2 separate regions of the Sus scrofa genome follow, and region 2 is linked to region 1. A link is a contact called in public HiChIP or PLAC-seq data. All regions are on one chromosome and are shown on one strand. The core of a region is the stretch at or near the end of the contact, and the rest is flanking DNA. Distances in the headings are between cores, read along the strand shown. Region 1 holds the start of C1H9orf40. Region 2 holds the start of OSTF1 (osteoclast stimulating factor 1).

Region 1 (3,190 bases), core at 500-2,999:
AAAGATGTGGAGAAAAGGGAACCCTCATACATTGTCAGAAGGAATGTAACTTAGTGAGGCCGACATGGAAAACAGTAAGGAGGTTCCTCAAAAAGTTAAAAACAGAACTACCATATGATCCAGCAATTACACTCCTGGGTACGTATACCTAAAAAAAATGAAAACACTTTGAAAAGATAAATGCACATCTAGCCCTAAGCTTCCAGGCTTGAAAATGATCCATATATGAAATATTACTCAGCTATGAAAAATAATGAAATCTTGCCATTTGCAACAATATAGATGGACCTATAGGATATTATGCTAAGTGAAATGAGTCAGAGAAAGATACTGTATGATTTTTTACCCTTGGAACCTAAAAAAACAAATGCGCATATATAACAAGAGAACCAGTCATAGAAACCACAACAAACAGGTGGTTACCAGAGGAGAGACAGGGGAATGAAAGGAAAACAGGAATTCCCATCATGGAGCATCACAAATGAATCTGAGCAGGAACCTTGAGGTTGCAGGTTAGATCCCTGGGTTAAGGATCTGGCATTGCCATGAGCTGTGGTGTAGGCCGCAGATGTGGCTCAGATCTGGTGTTGCTGTGGCTCTGGCGTATACAGGGAGCAACAGCTCTGATTAGACCCCTAGCTTGGGAACTTCCATATGCCACGGGTGAGGCCCTAAAAAGACAAAAAAAAAAAAAAAAAAAGGAATGAGAGGAAAAGGAAAGATCAAACGGAAAAGCTAATGTTTACTACCCTACTTACTATATAGTGGTACTTACTTATAAACAAGTGGTTAGCTTATCCTCTCAGAACAGCCTTGAGGTGCAGGGGCGTGGGGTAATTAATATACAGGTAATTCCAACCGGATGGAACACAGTTATCTTTCTTGCAAACTTTTTCTCTAGAAGAACATAGCAGTTTCTCTCTTCAAAGCACTTATAATTTTCCTCCTTACATTTCTTTACTTGTTTACTGTCTTTATCAACTATTAAAATATAAGGCGTAGTAAATACATTGTTGTTATCCTCTCCTCACTTTTCTTCTTGATAACACACAATTTTAAGAGAGTTCTTGGAATCTCACTTATGACCACCATGCAGAGTAAGCAGGGACTCTGTGAGATTCCTACATAATTTAAGAGTCAATTTCGGGTTTTAGTTGGAAAAGAGCTGTGCCCCAGGCTTAGCTCTTAGATGAGCTGCACATCTTTGTAACATCACCAATGAATTTTTAATCAAAAGATCGAGGAATGTAGTGCTTATTCACATTCCACAGCACCCACCGAAAAACACACTCTCGTTGGTTTTTTGTTTTGATTTTGCTCATTGGCTTTAGCCACTTCCCTCAGCCTTGAGTGTACAAACAGTATGTCTCTAATAATCACTTAACGTAGCGCCAGAGCTTCTTAACACTAATTTATTGTGTGTTTTAAGTGTGTTTATTAATTCTGCTTTAACTTCCTGGTGACTTCCCGGTGGCCAGTAACTAGAGGAAAGTAACAGTAATATAAACACTTCAAGCTTGGGATTTGCACACGCACCTCCCAGCCCCTGAGAAAACGTCACACCCTCCCAGGGCGATTAGATTGGGCCTTTAATAAACCCGCCGCAGCCTTCCCGTCTCGCCCCGGGGCGCGCACTTCCGGCCGCGGGGGCGCTCGGGAGCTCGCCCCGCTAGCTTCCACCAACCAGCGGCTCCGCCCGCCGGCGCGACTGCGCGCGCGCACATTTGTGCGCAGGTTCGAATCTTCGCCGCTTCGCAGTTGCTCACCAACGTCCGGCAGCACCTCGGCTGCAGTAAGGGCGGTGCACGAGGGCCGGGCTGGACCGGCCGCGCCCACCCCCTCCGCCCACTGCATCTTCCAGCAGCCGTCTCGCGGAGACTTTGTCCTCGCCCTTCCTCTCGCGCCCCGCCCTCGCCCCCGCAGCTATCGGTGCTCGGCCTCCCGCGCCGGGCGGGCTCCGCCCGAGCCTTCGGGACCCATGGCCAAGCGGCGTGCGGCCGAGCCGCTGACGTTCCACGTGCCTTGGAAGCGGCTCCTGCTGTGCGATTTCCCTGAGGAGCCGCCGCCGCCTCCACCGCCGCCGCTCTGGATCCCGCCGCCGGGGGCCTCGCATCCCAGGCAGCCCTTCCGCGTCCCAGAGCTTCCACGAAAGCGTAAAATAGACGCGGGGGCTATGACGGAACCTTCGGTTTCGCCCAGTAAGCGCCGCGACGGCGGGGACACCGGCGCCCCGGGGCGTGAGGGCCGCGGCCTGGAGACCGGCGAGCCGCCGCTCCTGCAGCCGCTTGTACGGCCCCGCGGGCCGGGGGAGGAGCCCCAGAGCGTCCGGCCCCCGAGCGGCAGTGGCGACGACGGGGCGGGGCGCGCAGAGCCCCAGCGGGGAGAATGGGGGGCAGCACCGCGCCAGGTAGGGGCTGGCGGTGGGCTGGGCGCTCGGGGGGCGGGGGCGTGTGAGGGCTGAAGGGGTCACGCTTTTCCGGGCACTTCGCGTCCCGGGAAGGAATCGATCGGGTCTAGATTTGCCTCCGTCACGACACTCCGAAAGCTGGAAAACAGGGTCCCCGCCGTAGGAACGAACACCCCCCCCCCGCCCCCCGCCAAATACACCAAGTGCCCCAGAGAGTTTTAAGATACTTTAGGGGGAAAAGTGGCCTTGCACCTGTGCTGTGTGAGAGGGAATCTGGTCTTGACAGACTGTTTAGCGCCTGGTGAAGACGTTGACTGTGAACCTAAATAAGTTCAGCTCAACAACAAATGTCGGAGAAAGGTGTATCGCACCTTCTTTCGTTTAACGATGATTTTTTTCCCCCGGAATTCGTGGTAATTTTCTTTCTAAAGAGGGTGACCGTTGTGGTAGCCATCACTTGGACATCCTTTAGGCATGGTACAACTCTTGGTAGAGAAAAAGGGCTTCCGAATGTTGGGAAAAGGTGTTTTAACTCAGTGTTAAATATGATCCTGTGAAAGAGGATCGTTGTTGAAAATTAATTTAGTTCTTAAGGTAAATCCTGTGTATGAGGATCTTTGGAGAGTTTCAGTTCCCTGGGAATGAGCCTGCCCCATCTCTGCACATAAGCTCTGTCTAGATCTGTGCTATTCACTGTGGCAGCCGCTAGCTGGCTGTGCGACGCAACTGAACGCCTGAAATGTGACTAGTCCAAACTGAGACGTGCTCAAAGTGTAAAATACT
Region 2 (3,353 bases), core at 246-2,745, 97 kb before region 1:
CTCTCATACGCAAACTCCATGAAATTCCACAGCTAAAGAAGCACAGAGCCCAATTCCAGCCATGTCCCTACCTTTGCTCACAGCAGAACCAAAGTCCCCAAAATTTCCTTCACACCCAGCCCACCAACATTTAAGTCCTCAATGAACGACCATGCCATACATGTACCTAATTTTCAAATAAAATGACTGGAAACTACCACATGTGAGGGCAAACAAGGGAAGATGGAGTGCTTGACTAAAATTTAGGAAGATCAAGAAAATATTATCTTCCTAAACAAGGTTACTTTGAAATTGACCTAGATGGCTAAATTTCAGCCTGCGTTATACTGATGTTACATGAGAATGGAAGAAAAAAACTGAGAATTTATCTTCCATTTCCTATGTTTTCTGTACCTACCTACCGGATGAATGCATGAATGAGTCTGTTACAGTACTGAACTGAAATAATTAATTCCCTCTTAAATTCTCCTTTCTCCATATCCCAGGAAATATTCTAAGGATAAAATAAAAATGAACAAGGACTACAAGCGCTCTTTAGCGCTGCTTTGAGGAACTTAGTAATCTCATCCTCTCCAATTTAGCCAAATTCATTAGGGGAGTGGAGGCAAAGGACTTGTATTGCCTGATAAAATGACACTTCCGAATAGCAATTGCTGAGATTATCCTGCCACAGCCTAGATTCTTCTAGTCCGGAGTTCAAGTACACTTTTGTAAAAGCTTTCCTCAAGATCTCGAGGTCAATTTTCGAACGCAGCTCCTCTCAAAAGTCCCAAAGAAGACCCGCTCACGCACCCCACCCTACAAGCAGCGCACTTCCCGTTCCCTTTGGCCGGTCAAGAACTCAAACTTGACAGTGACACACACTGAAAAAAAAAAAAAAAAAAAAGAGGAAGTGGCTAAAAACCCATTTCAAGACATTTATTTTTTTTCCTAAGGGAGATCAATGGCCCTGTCTTCCAGGAAAGCTTCAATGGGACGTAGCCTTCGCATCGCCTGGAAAGTTGCCGCTAATGACAATGTTGCAAAGCCAAGCGTGACTCCTCTTCAAAAATAAAATTTTTTAAATTCCTCGAAAATCTTCTTGCTATCCAAACTGATCGCCCCGCTACAGCGAACGCAGCAGCAACGCTAACAACTCCTATCCCGGTGGGTCCCTTTTCGAAAGCGAGGCTGGGGCCGGGTACGTGTCTGGTTTGCCCTGCCAAGTGGCAAAGGGAGCGCAGAGCACCGCGGCGGCCAGGGGACCCGCGAGCACCTCCCTTACCTGGTTTGACCGGTTTGGGTGGCGGCTTCGACATCTCTTCCTGGAGCGGCTGATCCTGTAGACCACGCACGAAAAGCCAAACGAACGCCCCTCCACTCGGCACTCCGGGCGCCCCAAAGTTTCTTTTTGTCTGGCTTGCATCGGGGCGCCTTCAAGGACCTGCGTCCACCCTTGGCAGCCAGACAAGCAGAAGCTGGCAGAGCCGCTCCGCGCAGTACCCCGCCCCGCCCCGCGGCCGACAGACCCGTCCGGAGCGCGCGGCCGGACAGATGAGGAAGTGGCCGCCGCTTCGCCGAGCGCTAATTGGCTCCCCTGCTGCCAGCTTCCCCGAGGCAGGAGCGCGGGAGGCGCGCACGACAGCGCGCGCGGCGGCAGAATCAGCCGGAGCCGAACGGGGGCGTCGTAGGCTCGCGCCAGGGCCAGCCAGGGGCGCGCGGCAAGGAGGGGAAAGGGCTGGACTGTGTAGGAGCGCGAGCGCGCGCACGCGGCCACGCTCTCCGGAGTCCCGCCCCGCCCAACGCCGGCTGGAGCCGGGCGCCGCGTCCGCTCCGGGTGGGACGGAAACCTGGGGTTTGTCACCTCTACCCTGGGCCACCTCTGACCCGGGAGGGGCGCGGGGGAAGGACTTGTGGGCGTCTCGGTTAACGAGCTTCGGGGGTTGCGGAGGGTTAGTGAGAGGCGTGCGGTTGGCAATTGCTTGTGCCGCTCTGCTTGGGAGCACTCGAACTGGCGCTGGGTGAGTACCTGATAGACCCCGCCGCGCAGCGCCGACTCTCTGGGGCCAGGAGGTATTTCCACAGTGTTCCAGCGCTGGAGCCCGAGCCTGGTTGTGTCTTGAAAGCCTTGTTGAGGCTCCTACCACCATAAAGGGACTGATCCGTGGCCTGCCCAGGAGGACGTGTACTCGTGATGGTGTGGTGCTCTCACGCCCCCTAATAATCCTTAAAATGGGAGTCTGCCTTCTAGAGACCGTTCAGGTTGTTGGGAGAAGTCACTGGGGCAGAGTCAGGTCATGATCCCTAGGGCAGGAGAAAATTTTTATTTCTGTAGCATTGGATTCGGCTAATTGCGGCCCCCTTGCCGCCTGTTATTGTACCACCTGAGAATGGTTTTCACATTTTTTTAATGGCTTAAAAGAAATCAGAAGCAGCAGATTTTTTGGCACGTGAGAATTATATGAAATTCAGATTTCAGTGTCCATAAATTTTATTAGAACACAGCCACGCTCATTTGCTTATGTATTGTCTCCCGCCACTTTTGCTGCCTAACAGCAGAACTGAGCAGCTGCCTGCAAAGCCGAGAACATTCACCATAACAGTACTTGGCAGAGCAAGTTTGCCCACCTCAGATTACCAGATTGAATCTCCACTGGGAGGCTGGGGCATAGGAGAAACACTGTGTGTGTTAAACTCAAAACAGCACAGGCTATATCATAAACTAGTTGTTTGTTTGGAGGAAGAAAAATGGGAAATATTTTACATGAGACTCTATGTAAAATGAACCTTCAAAGTTTCCCCTGGGGTTAATGAAAGAATGATTCCAAGAGAAAAGGGCATGGGTCGTGTATTCAGAAACACCAGCCTTGGGAGATTGCTGTTTACTGAAAGGGAGCAAAGTTTAAAAAATAGGAGTTCCCACTGTGGCCCAGTGGGGTGGACAGTGTCTCTGCAGCAGCAGGAATGTTTGATCTTCTGCCCAGCACATTGGGTAAGGATCCAGCCTTGCTGTAGCTGTGGCATAGGTAGCAACTCCAGCTTGGATTCATCCCTGGCCTGGGGCGACCAAAAAAATTTTTTTAATTAAATTTAAATTTTTTTAAAATTAAAAACAGTAGAAGACTTCCTTGTCACATAGAAGGTTATCAAAATATGTAATAAAATAAATGGATGGGAAGTCTTGAAACATTACACTTTTAGAAAAACCAGGCTGCTCTTTATACATCCTGAAAAGCCCCCTGTTTCCTTAGCTAGCTGTCATCCATTTATACTAGGGAGTTGCTGTCTTTCTTATAATCTGTTGATTCCACCCGTGCCACCTCTGACAATTTGGCAGTTAGAATCCAAAATGTACCACATTTAGTAGTGAAATA

What was found. HiChIP or PLAC-seq counts read pairs in DNA pulled down with a chosen protein or histone mark.
Region 2: a contact with region 1 is called in an H3K27ac HiChIP or PLAC-seq map of alveolar macrophages. The contact joins the promoter of OSTF1 here to the promoter of C1H9orf40 in region 1. A contact is called at or near these places in 5 of 47 Hi-C or Micro-C datasets (embryonic fibroblasts, heart right ventricle, liver and 2 more) and 2 of 2 datasets of contacts at active chromatin or transcription factors (alveolar macrophages and skeletal muscle).

Annotation. Positions count from the first base shown.
Region 1 is chr1:228,043,784-228,046,973 of Sscrofa11.1, reverse strand. C1H9orf40 reads left to right here and starts at 1,749. Exons shown (of 2, transcript XM_003121960.4): 1 at 1,749-2,407. The coding sequence starts at 1,979.
Region 2 is chr1:228,140,301-228,143,653 of Sscrofa11.1, reverse strand. It overlaps OSTF1 (osteoclast stimulating factor 1), which reads right to left and starts at 1,495. Exons shown (of 10, transcript NM_214005.1): 1 at 1,265-1,495. The coding sequence starts at 1,298. It overlaps NMRK1 (nicotinamide riboside kinase 1), which reads left to right and starts at 1,764. Exons shown (of 9, transcript XM_003121961.4): 1 at 1,764-2,000.